Regions from separate parts of the Capsicum annuum genome. Here region 1 is linked to region 2. A link is a contact called in public Hi-C data. All regions are on one chromosome and are shown on one strand. Each heading gives the region's core, a stretch centred on a gene start, on an enhancer-like site or on the middle of the called end of the contact. The rest is flanking DNA. Distances are from core to core; before and after follow the strand shown. Region 1 overlaps LOC107842519 (a long non-coding RNA gene). Region 2 holds the start of LOC107842518 (NADH dehydrogenase [ubiquinone] 1 alpha subcomplex subunit 9, mitochondrial).

What was found. A called contact is a pair of places that touch in the nucleus more often than the background predicts.
Region 1: a contact with region 2 is called in a Hi-C map of leaf, with 1.8 times the contacts expected there. The contact joins the enhancer-like site here to the promoter of LOC107842518 in region 2. A contact is called at or near these places in 3 of 5 Hi-C or Micro-C datasets (bud, leaf and placenta).

Annotation. Positions count from the first base shown.
Region 1 is chr9:114,928,972-114,935,571 of UCD10Xv1.1, forward strand. LOC107842519 (a long non-coding RNA gene) reads left to right here. Exons shown (of 2, transcript XR_001665832.2): 2 at 1-1,834. Among protein-coding and RNA genes, the nearest start is that of LOC107842519, 5.4 kb to the left of the region's middle. Within about 2 kb of position 3,635, at least 4 of the 5 cell types and tissues checked have an H3K27ac peak or open chromatin away from gene starts, as enhancers often do. A contact at or near this core is called in bud and leaf, where this site is marked.
Region 2 is chr9:114,799,862-114,806,248 of UCD10Xv1.1, forward strand. LOC107842518 (NADH dehydrogenase [ubiquinone] 1 alpha subcomplex subunit 9, mitochondrial) reads right to left here and starts at 2,916. Exons shown (of 13, transcript XM_016686417.2): 1 at 2,610-2,916; 2 at 2,392-2,488; 3 at 1,745-1,809; 4 at 1,558-1,643; 5 at 1,263-1,347; 6 at 1,113-1,183. The coding sequence starts at 2,709.

The DNA.
Region 1 (6,600 bases), core at 2,385-4,884, 130 kb after region 2:
TCATCCTTTATTTTGTGCTGCTCCTTAATGGATTCCTCGCTTGAGGATGTGTTTCATCCACTTAGTCAGAAAATTTTGCCTGTGGATTGAGAAGATTTTGAGTTCATCTACTATCGAACAGAGTTCGTGGATTTATTTATCAAATCATTTTGGCTGGAAATCCAAGAACCATTGTGATCTCATTGTCCCACAATCATAGTTATTTTTTGTTTGCACTTGGTTTTTTATGCCTTTCCTTTGTAGGCTTGTCTTTTGGCCCTGTGATTTTGACATCCCGAATTGTCTCCTTTAACTTAGTCGGAAGGATACCCTATAGGGTATTGTATGCTCTTAAAGGTTCATCTAGGCGGACCTTCCTCTGAGGATGTACCCAACCCTGCCAAGAGAAGGAGAACCAAAAGATTAAGGCCCTCCACAAGTAGGTTTGATTTTGGGGTGTAATTCCAGAAGATGATACTGAAATAACAGGAGAATTACTGAGACAACTGGAGAATCACCACTAACTTGGGAATTGAGTGCTCTTAGCATTAATTTTAAGGTACGTTGCTTATTTGGAGTGAAGCAAAATCATCAGGGGAATGGCGTAGAGCTCATGGACTTCGGGAACCTTATATTATGAGATCTCCCATGGCCCTTAAAGAAATGCATGTTGTTGCCTCTCCGTCTTCTTTGGGAGTTCCTATGCCTCATTTGATTTTGACACCCTATAGTATGCCGATGTCAAGAGTCCATTCATTGATAACTTTGGTCATTTCTCTTATTACCCTTAATATTTCTCCTAATTTGACTCAGGGCTCAACGTAGTTTCAAATGACTTTTTTGTGAATAGCCAATGAGGTTAGCATAACTTTAAAATCAGTAGAAGTGACTAATTTTTTGAATTATGTGGACTCTGTGAGAGATTATCAAAATATGGATGTTGCCTCAATAGAGTGCCTAATTAATGATTGTGCTCATGTTGCAGCCATGGAAAGTAATTTGACATTTCCAGTATTCGTGCATGCATTCTTTCCCTTTTTGTTAGAGATTTTTACATTATCTTATTCAGAATAATATCCTAGCTACAAAAGGTCTTTGACGAGTTTTAAAAGAGAGAGAGAACCTCTTATCAAGGTGCTCCTACCTTGAGAAGACTCTTTCTACAATGGGAGATTGTCCAATTCCAGTGCAGGCCCTTGCTCAATGAGCCTCCAAGGTCAAAGAGCTATGATTTGAAAGGGACATAATTTTGAATGAGTGAAAAATGTATCAACAGGACGTGATTTGTTGGTCCAAAGAGGTAGAGGACTTGAATCGTGAAAATGTTGAACAAGCTAGTGCCATTGAGAGGCTTTTGAGAAGAAATCTAAACTAAGAAAACATATCTGATTAGCTGGAGCTGAGTCACTACTCCCATAAATAGCTTTGCGTTCTCAGAGGCCACCTCAAGATAAAATCCAGTGTTTTCAAGAGAAAATCTGATCCCTGTTCAAGAAAATTAGGCTCAAGGATAAGCACCTTGACGTGAGAAGTCCCAGAGATACTCAGCTGATTTGCCTAAGGATCTTGGGAGAGACTCAAGTTGCAGGTTTTCACTTGCATAGGGAGATTGTCGAGTCCTAGGACATGGTTGACCTTGCACACCAACTGGATTTATAGGGGGTATCTATATATTTCTTTGAGGGTAAAGTATCAGAGGTCAGTCTATCTCAAGTAGGATAAAGGCTCTTTTACCTATGTGTATTTTATGTGATTAGTTTGTTTGTCTCAGATCTTGTACTCAAGATCTTGAGGTTGAACCTTTGTATTTGATATTAAATATATTAATGAAATTACTCGATTTCTTATTTCTCAATTTTCTTCTTCTTTACATAAAGATAGGAAGTTAAGAGAATTATTCTTTTTGAGGCTTGAACTGCTAGATTTACAAAAGATGGAATGGCTTTAACGCCTTGATTTTTGTGTATCGTCGCTTTGAATTGACTGGATCATCCACGTGGTAGCCTTGCATGACCCTTTACTTTTCGTGCATTGATTAGGCTTTCTAGTATATATAAGGGTTTTTCAAGACTGGTCTTTTATTCTATTTAGAGACTTTCTTCTTCAATATTGGGAGAGAGAAAGAAAAGCTCCTTCTTAATTGCTCCCAATATTCAGACTTTAAACTAGGTCTCTCATATTGTTTTTGCCATATCGTTGTCTTTGATCCCAGTGGTTGACCTTGGGTTGTTCCACTAAAGTCATTAATAAGGGTAAGGTTAAAACTATGGGTGAGTTCAAGGACAAGAGAGGTCTAGAGCGGTTCTCCAATTCGTGCCTCTCCCTTCCCTTAACTTCCTTGAGGTGGTGCGTTAGACCCTTGGGCCTTTTATGCCCTATTAGCGAGTTTGGTGATTATGGTGGTTGCAGGTCCCAAAGATTATGTTAATTCAACTTGCCCATGCCCATTCACGAGTTGGGGTCTGTGGCTTCCACACAATGTAGAAGTGATTGCCCTTTTTGTGAGTATCCCCAGGGTCATACCTTAAGCATTTCCCATCATTGATTCTGCTCGAGTATATTTTGAGACCAATTTAGTAAGTGTTGACTCATTGTTATTGATGATACAAGATCAACACAAATCAATTTTTATTTTTTATATTTCTTTGCAAAATTATCTTCGATGTCGAGCCGTAGATATCTCGCGCAATTCAATCAGAGATTACTTTAAGTCTATTTGTTTGAACCTCAAGTTTGAAGATGGATCCCTATTTATTTTTATGGTTGTGCTACTAAGTCTAGACATCTCAGAGAGCTATAGAACGTAAAATCGAGAGAAAATTTCTCCATTTTAGTCATTTTTGACTTAGGACTCTTTGATGGGGGACAATTTGTATTTTTGTAATGATTTGAGGGTTAATCATGCTCGAAGCTCCCCGAAGGTGTGTAAGATGCATCCTCGAATTATCGCTCTTGGATGATCAGTCCCCACGTCAAGTGTAAGTTAAGACATTTCAGTAAGGTGTCATGTTAATATTGTCTCAACCGAATATTTTGTCCTGAGTCTAATATTTTAAGATACATGCTATGATCTTTGCAGCAGTCCCTAGTACTCTTTTTTGTTGTCTTGAGATGCTCTTAGATAGTGGCTTACCCTGGATGATTAGGGTTTTGGGGGGCCTGATTTTTGGGATTGGGGATCCTTAGCATAAAGCCTTTTTCCCATGAGTGCACTACAGTGTGTGAGTAGCTGAGAGAGATCTTGACCCGTTAGTTGAGAGGACCGCGATTAAGCTCTCGCAGTATTGAGCAATTAAGTTTTGGTGGCTCGTTCCCCCTGGCCGAAGGTTTTGGTGAATTTGGCTTTTGATTTTCTCTCACAGTACTTGATATTTTGAAATACATTTTTTGTTTATAATTTGTGTTTTTGAGACAGTTAGATCATATACTTAATTTTCGAAATGTTTTTGTCCCAATCTCCTTCCATAAGTCCTTACTGCTACCTCATTAAAAATCATGCCTACAAAAACCCTCATTGGGGACAAAAGGCTTGGTCAAATGAAAAAATAGTGTAGCTCATCCTTTCAGGCGTTCAGTCTTGATTCTGCGGTTGATGGGTTCCCTTTCTCCTGGTGCCTTTGAGGGTTCTGCTCGCCCCAGGCCATGGATGTTGAGTTCAGACTCCCAATAAGAGGTTGTCCCTCCTCCGAGAGCAAGAGTTGTTGTCAAGAACCTGCCATACCATGGAAAAAGAGAAAAATAAGTAGTTAGGAATAATTTAAAAGAAAGAGAACGTACCCATTGTTCTGTATGGGTTTTAGTAACTTATCGTCTTGCAAGGGAAACCTAACTTACGACCTGCTTGTTCCCTTCAACTTTTTCCCTATAGTTTACCTTGGTGCAGTCACTTAAGAATGCCCTCAAGTATCCATGCTTGAGTAGCTCGACCACCGATTCTATTAGATGATAACAATCCCCACTGTCATGCCCCTATATCCTATAAATTTGCACCATGCATTCTAGTTTTGAGGATCAAAGTCGGTGCAAATGGGTTTCAGGAATTTTGTCCTTTTGATGTCTTAGATAACCGACACTAGTTCCCCCAAATTGATGGTGAAGTGATACTCTAAAAGAAGGGGAATATTGTCGATGACGTATACCACGTGTTTTGGATCTTCTCTAGCCCGAAGGCCCCTTTGCTTTAAGTCCCTTTTTCTAGTATATGGTGAGATGATGGAGTGAGGGCCGATGTGCCTTCTTAAACCCGCTCTTGGATCCATTGTGTAGGGGTGTGTCGTCCTTAGGGTGTTCCCTATAAATTCCCTCAATGTGAGATGCTTTGAGACGATTTATCCCCTTGGTGCAATGAGTTTTTTCAACCACTGATTTATTCTACACCCTAGGGGTGTTCCATTCGACTCACCTGTAATCATCCTCAACTCGAAATATGGACTTGGATTGACTATGCACATCTACCCACATTATATTCTCGAACTCTGTCAGGCTTTCTTTCAGTTTGGATGAAGTAACTTAGCTCTTGAGATTTAGTCCTTTAATGAAGGATTCTAAGTATTCTTTTGGTACAATGGGCTGCTGCATCCACTCCTTCTAGACCTATCAACGGACTCCAAAAGTAATTCTATTTCTTTCTATTTTATTTTAAATAAGTCCTCTCTATGGCGTCACACTTTCGTAGCTCCTGCATGAGCCCTAACAAAGTTATATGCCAACATGTTCAAATATTCAATAGAATTTTTAGGTAGGAGAGAATACCATACTAGAGCCCCGCGTGAATGGGTTTTTGCTTGCTATTTGACCATCATTGACTCGATCTCCTCCATTATCACATAGTTCCCATTTACAACCGTTCTGAAGAATAATAGATATTCTTGAGAATATCTAGTCCCATCATATTTGGTGATGTCTTGCATTTTGAATCTTATGGGTATGGGCCTTGTCACCACACTAGACTTGCAAGGCACCTTCGCATAGATTTTCAAGTTTGGACCATTGGCTATGGGAGGAACTAACAAAATAACGATCCTTACAATTGTAAAGCTCTATATTCCGCACCTTCATCTCTTCCCTTAGTATTTATATCACAGACTCCAGCATAAAGGTTGAGGCTTCCAGCTCACCCCTTGACTTTCTAGGATTGTGTCTGTTAGACCTTCCATTGAACTTCTCATCATCATCGCCTTCTCATTTTTTTTTTGGAGGAAATCAAAGTTCCTTGGGTCAGACCATACTGAAACTCATTCATTCGCCTATCCTAGGCTTCCACCTTTTTCATCAGCTTTCTCTATCTTGCTACATTGTGTGCTGAAAGTACCCCATTAGTATGCTCTCCATTATTGGCAATTATCCTAGCATAGATTTACTGAAACATAAAACAAACAAATTAACAAAGACTAAGAGAGATTAAGCCAACTCAGTTGCTTTGGCCCCACAGTGGATTCCAAACTGTTTACTATGAATTTAGAACAATTATATTTATACGTACGTCAAGAGTGTTGCATCCTATTTCGAATCGGTCAAAACAATATACAACATAAATGGTTATGACTCTTTGACTTTGAAAATTCATTTAGTGTCACAACCGAACTTTTAGGAAAAATTAGAAAAACTATTTTTTGTAAAACTCTACTTTTGGTATTTGAAAACTTTGAAATTCTGGAAAAGGATTTTGGTTGCTCGAGGAGAAGGTGTTAAGCAGCCATCACAGCCCATCCGAAGATAATCATTAAAACTTAGTTTTTGTAATAAAACAATTGGAAAAATATTTGCTTTTAGATTTTCTAAAAAAGTGATAAGAAACCCAAGGTATATAGATGTAATGCTATCATATACAAGGAAGTAATAAAATTTTCGCAAAATATATATTTATGCTTTCAAAAATATGGGGAAAAAAAAGAATAGTTATAATACATATGTTAGAAAATATAAAGTCTTATGATTTTATAAGAAAATATGTTTAAAAAGTGCATGATATTAACCACGTGAATAAAATAACTCTAAAGTGAAGAAAATGTAGTCTCAAAAGTATGTGAGGATTTATATATTATAAACATGAATGTATGTATATTGTATATTTAAGAGTGTATATGGAAAAGTAGTGAAAATTCTTTTAATTTCTATAACTCCATTAAATTGAAACTAAGTGAAAAATAAAATGTAATAGTGAAGTGTATAAATGTGATAGAGTTGATAAAATGGATAAATAATAATAATTTGATAATTATAGTATTTGTAAAAATAATAATACTTAATATAATAAAATAATGATAATAGTAATAAAATATACCTTATATACGAGTGTAAGGACACATGTACAATTTGTGTTTTGGAAACTTAAAAAAAATTCGAAAACTTGAAACACATGTTGAAAAATATAGAATATAGTAAAATGTTTGGACTGTTTGATTTTAAGGAAAAGAAATAGATTTTAGTGCGTAAACATTTATCTAAGGAATTCGAGTTTGGAAATCAACGATTGAGGTCAAATACGTTCTTACTAAAAAAAAAAAAAAGATATTTTACTATAATTAATCTAGTTATAATTAGCTAAAATTTGAATTTGCTAGAGCCTTTTATCAAAGAAAATTTATCTTTACGAGCTGAATAAATCATAAATTAATTGCC
Region 2 (6,387 bases), core at 1,666-4,165:
TTCCGGCAGAAATCACTAATTTCCTTAGTTTTGACTCAGAGATTGGTTTGGTTTTGATCACATACACAAAGTGGACATTGGTTTGGTCTTGGTCATATACACAAAGTGGACATTGGTTTGGTCTTGGTCATATACACAAAGTGGACATCGGTTTGGTCTTGGTCTTAACCACAAAGCGGACATCGGTTTGGTCTTCAACTTAGACACAAAGTGGACCGGTTGAAATATGCACACACGTAAAGTAGGAATGCAACATCAGTTATTTCATTCTCAGGTAAAACCTTACATAGAGGGTGTTTGGATGAGCTTTGAAAAGTAGCTTATAAGTTAAAAGCTAAAAATCATGAGTAGGGGAGACCCCCTACTTTTGGCTTTTGGCTTATTTTTGTACGTTTTTTGGCCTAAAAGTGTGTATTTATAAGCACTTCTTTTTTTGCTAGACACTACTAAAAACTAAAAAAAATGCTTAAAAGCCAAAAGCACTTAAAAATAAGCCAATCCAAACACCCCCATAACAACCAATTTTATCATCCCCAGAGTACTTCTATGATTATGCAATTCCCACCTAGTTAATGTAAGTCAAAGAAAATTCATGTTCTTGGCAAGGTTGAAAGAAGTCTCATTTTCCACAAACTGCACACAACTACAATCAGAAAGGCAGATAGGTAAAGGCATTGTAAGTCTGCACACACATTCACAACGAAGTTTATCTTTTTGAAACTGTTATATGCACAATGACATACAAAAAGTCGGTAGGGCTCTCCAAGTAAAACCAAAGTTCACCATAAGATAAACAGCACTGAGAATAAAAGGGGTAAGACCAACAGCACTGGGAACCACATGTTCTATAAAGAGAAGCGAATGATACCACCCTCGGAAAACCACGGAATAAGTTGTAATGACTTTATGTGCTAATTTCAGATTGTCTTCAGTGTCGTAAATCACAAGTTGACAAATTGGACAACATTGTACTTATCAAAAGAAAAGAAACAGATTAAACCAAAGTCCCAAACAATGCACTGGATATCTTTTCCAGATTGAGACGAAGCTTATTTCAGCTTATAATCAACTAATCTAAGTGCAGCAGAAGGCAATATAACAGCAGAACCTACCATTGCGAGCTGTTCGGCCATATGGTGATTGACTTCCTCAAAGCTGTAATTTCTTGTCTCATATTCCCTTCCTGGAAACCATAAAGCTTTATGGAAATGATTGTAAGGATATCTTTGTGGACCACTGATTAAAAATTCCAGAAGGCATACCGATGAGATTGATCACAACATTAGCTTTTGCCATCACTGCCTTGACTGAATTTTCATCCCTGGGATTGTATTTCATAGGAACAATCTAGGCAAGATAAAAAAAGAGAGGCAGTAACCCCATAAAAATGTGAAATGTTTTCATAACTCCTGTTTTTTGCTTAAGATAAGCTCAAGAACATCAGAAAATAATAATAACAATAATAATAATAATAATAATAATAATAATAGTAACAATTAAAAAAAACAGCTCAGATAAAATAAAATAAGTTCTATGTGAGCACAGCTGTTAATATACCTGTCCTAAGTCACCCATTAACTTAAGATGACGAGGAGAATCCTCAGATCCACGAAAAGGAACCAACACTTGACTGCCCATTTTAGCTGTGAGCTCAAACAGAAAAAGGAAAACAAGAATCATTTATCTCAAGAACTCTTTTAACTTCGTCTGTATTGTAAGTAACAAAAAAGGTGATTAGAAGTACCAAGCTGTTGCACAAGATAACGCCCGAGAAATCCAGTAGCTCCAAAGACTGTAGCAACTATTCCACTGACAAACAACGGATTCAAAAAACATGTAAAATCAACAATACATACTTGTAGTTGCACACATAAAAAAGAAACAAAGAATCTGCACAAAAGCTACGACTCATCATGTAGGTATTCAAAAAGAGAGTACCAGAAGCTCCAGAACAACCAATAAGCAAAAATAACATAAAATCCTGAATCATTCACAGTGAGTCAAAACAATGACAAAAGTTCAATGGAATTTCACAGTATTAAGAAACGAAAAATGATATATCAAATTTAGTGGAATAGTATAAGATTGAACAACTACTACCCAACCCTCAATCCCAAACTAGTTAGGAAGTTATATAAATTCTCAATGTCCATTTTGGTCTATTTGGGCCCATATTATTCCAATACTCAATGATTTGACTTGTAAGACAAGGAGTTGTCTAAATCTAGAGATCAAAATCTTAAAGTTATCCCTCGACTAGCAAACTCCCGACCTAATTAAGGAATGTACCAAATTAACCAAAGCATTAGCTCAACAAATTGGTATCATCTTACACGGCGGCTATGAAATAAGATTTTTAAGAAAAGGCAAGTCATTCAATATTGCACTTACCTAACGGATGATCTTCCACCAGTTCCCTTGCGAACTAGAGGTCCCGTACCCCCGGTGACAAGGTTAGATGCGAAGCGCGGAGTAAGATAACCATAGTCTGAAATAAATAAAATAAAAAAAACAGAACATAATCCGATACGAGAGATCACCACACTGTGGGAAGAAAATAACAAATGAAAACTTGAGTTGCCCTTGAAATGAATAAATAGGATACATACAGTGATCATCACAAAGGGGATAGAGGGACTTGAAAGATGAAATCGCAGGCGAATGATGTTTCAAAGATCGCTGCCCTAATTTTCTCGTGATTGCCTGCATCTTCGTTCGACAGAAGGATATCGGTGCTGTTTGGAAATTGGGGAAAGTGGTTGGGGAGATTGAATTAGAGGTGACAAAAGAGTTTTGAAGTGAAAGTGTGGTGATTCAGATGTTAATAATTGAATGTAGTCGATAATATTATTTAATGATGAGTTGAGAAAGTTTGAGATTTACTTGTACTCTTTTCGTTTCATTTTATGATGTTTCATTTTACTTGTCCTTTTTTACTTATCAAATAAATCTTTTTCTCATTATATCCTTAATGTAATTAATTACTCTTTGTTATTAGTCATTCATTAATATTGAAACTAATAACAAGACACAATTAAAACGCGAAAAATGGTAAAATTATACATTATCAATCATTATTTTCTTAATAGTTGTGCCATCTCAATTTGGGATGGGTAAAATAGGAGGAGGGAGTAATTTTTTTATTAGGTAAAAAAAATGCATGTTTTTCTTTTTTTACATTTATTGTCTCTCTCTTTATTTTTATTGTTGTTGTTACTTTTTTTATTATCTTCATTATTGTCATCTTCTTCTTCATTATCAGTATCTTCTTCTGAATCATCATCATCATTTTCTTATTCTTGACCATATTGTTGTTGTTACCGCTACTGCTGTTATTGGATCAAATTTTTAGATCAAATATTATTCATATATCACTGGGCATTACTTCATAGGCGATTTTGTACGTAAAATTATGATTTGTAGTTGAATATCTCATCTGGTATATCTGCTACTGTTGTTTTTTCAACAATGGATAGAACCTGAAGCTGAATCCAACAGATGAGTTATCTGTTGCACTTGTTGCAACAAAAGCTAAAGTTGATTCCAATAGTTAAGTCATCTATTGCAATATGCGAGTCATCTATTGCAATAAGTGGGTCATCTGTTGTTGGGATTCATGTTACAATACTATAGAAACTAAAGTTGATTCCAACAAATAAGTCATTTGTTATAACAGATAACTCACCTATTAGGATTTATGTTACAACACTATAAAACCTAAAGTTGATTCCAACAGACGAGTCATCTGTTGCAATAGACGACTCACCTATTGGGATTTATGTTACAGCACTATAGAACCTAAAGTTGATTCCAACAGATGAGTCATCTGTTGCAACAGATGACTCACCTGTTGGGACTCATATTACAGCACTCTAAAATCTAAAGTTGAATCCAACAGATGAGTCATTTGTTGCAATAGATAACTCATCTGTTAGAATTAGCTTCATGTTCTATAGTACTGTAACAAGAATCCCAACAGGTAGGTCATTTGTTGCAATAAATGACTTACTTGTTACAACAGATGACTCATCTGTTGGAATCAGTTTGAAGTTTTATAGTACTACACATCAATTCCAGCAGATGGATAATTTGTTGCAACAGGTGATTACATTGATAATGATAGTGTAGTGTATATAATTATTTTTATTGTTGTATATACTATACTATCATTATTAATTTTACTATAATATCATGATTAACCTTTTTAACAAATGTCTTCAGGTACTATTAATCGATATATTTAGCGTTGGAAGGATAGTGAAATGTTAAAGACGATAGCAATGACAGTCCGAAGAGATGTTTTGTATGATGATTTTATGAACTTAATCATCAACTATTGTGGACTAAATTGTCAATAAAAATATTTTGTTATTAATTAAATGCATATTGAAAATCAGAGGGTTCTAGCTTTTAAGATAAGCGATCTGGTTCGTTTGAGTGCTTATCTGAGTGATGCAGCTAGGCCGACTTTAAGGGTGTATGTGGTTGAAAAACCAATAAAGAATCAGAATTAGAATATAGAACAAAAACAACAAGATATGTTTGATGATAAATTGAATGATCTGGAATAATGAGAGTAAAGATGAAGTGAAGAAGGATCATCAAATACCTACGCCCATTGTTGCGATCAATATAGTGGGTAGTTCTCAATCAACACAGTTGAGCAATCTTCAAGACGATGAGACTAGTTTTTATAAGGAAATGCCATTCAAGGATGAGGAAGAACTAGTCAATTTATTAAATATTGCTTGTTTGAAAAAAGATTTCCGATTGAAGAAGGTGATTAATTCATGAAATGTATTTTATTTTAGATGCGCTCATTCAAAGTGCAAGTGGTGATTGGGGGTTGTGAAATTTATAAGTTCTAACAGATTCGTCATTAGAACTTATGAAAAATATCACACACGTGGCTCAAAACATATTACGAGCCATATTCTACATGTCACAACAAAGATCATCGATAAATACTTCAAAAAAAGATTCCCCAGTGGCAAAGGCCCTTCTACAAGAGATATGGACAATTTCCGTACAAAATTAGGTTGTAAGGTGATTTATTGGAAAATTTATAAAGGCATGGAGATTTCAAAGTCTCTTGTTAGGGAAACACATGAGCATGGGTATGCAGTGCTTGATGCCTACCGTTACATACTTGAGTCCACAAATCCCCAAAGTAAGACGGTATTGCAGATTGATGAAAATAGAAGGTTCAAGTACTTTTTATAGCCTATGGTGCTTGGATTCTTAGTTTTCAACAATTGAGAAAAGTCATAGCCGTCGGCGGGATATTATTGAGGAGCAAGTATGAAGGAGTTTTGTTATCGGCGATGCACAAAATACAGAGAATCACATCTTTTTGATGACTTTTTGTGTAATGTGATGCCTCGTATCAATATATTTTGAACAAATGAGAAGCTGCGTAGATGATACCGATGAGTTGTGTATAATTTCGGATAGACATCCAAGTATCCAAAAGATGGTGTCAATTTTCTAGCCTTCAGCTCACTATGGTTGTTGCATGAGGCGCCTTGGGAAAAATATTTGAAACAACTACCACAACTCAAAGGCCGTCTCTCATTTTTATAAAGCAGCTAACGCGTATGATAGAGCTAAATTCTTAGACCATTTCAATCAAATAAGGGATATGGTATCCAAAGCAGCAGAATATCTCAAAAGCATAGAATTCGAGAGACAGAACCATGCATTTTGTCCAAAAAATAGGTACATTATTCATAAATTTAATGTTTTGTTTGAGTTTATTGTAATACTACATCGTACTAAGTGATTCTTTTGAATAGGTATAATATTATGACGTCAAACATAGTTAAATAGGTGAATGAAATATTTGACGTTGAAAGAGAATTTCCCATTGTGATCAAATAAATGTGAGGTTTACCAAATTATTTCAAGAGAGGCATATGGAGTTGGTGAACTCATCAACCATCCTTGTGTCTTTAATAGAAGAAAAACATCAACGTACCTCACTTCGGGAAATAAGTTATTAGTCCATCAAATAACCAATTACAAGTTCAGTATCAACGGTCATGGTGATATTTTCATTGTCGATCTTCAAAGAAGAACTTGTACATGTAGTGTTTTTTACTTGGACAAAATACCTTGTCCACATGCTATAGCAGCGCTTCGAGCCCAATATGGTGCACAATTTTGAAATCAAATTTATGAATACTCATCTTCATATTATATAGTGGAAAAATATATAATTATATAATGTACGAATATTAATTTGGTGCTTCCTGGAGATTCTTAGGTTGTTCCTGTAGAGATTTTGAAGAGAGAAATACCTCCTCCATATGTTGACCTAAGCAACAACAAATAAAAAAGAAGGCGATATAAGAGGAGGTGTGGAGTCGGAGAATCATTTCTAACAAG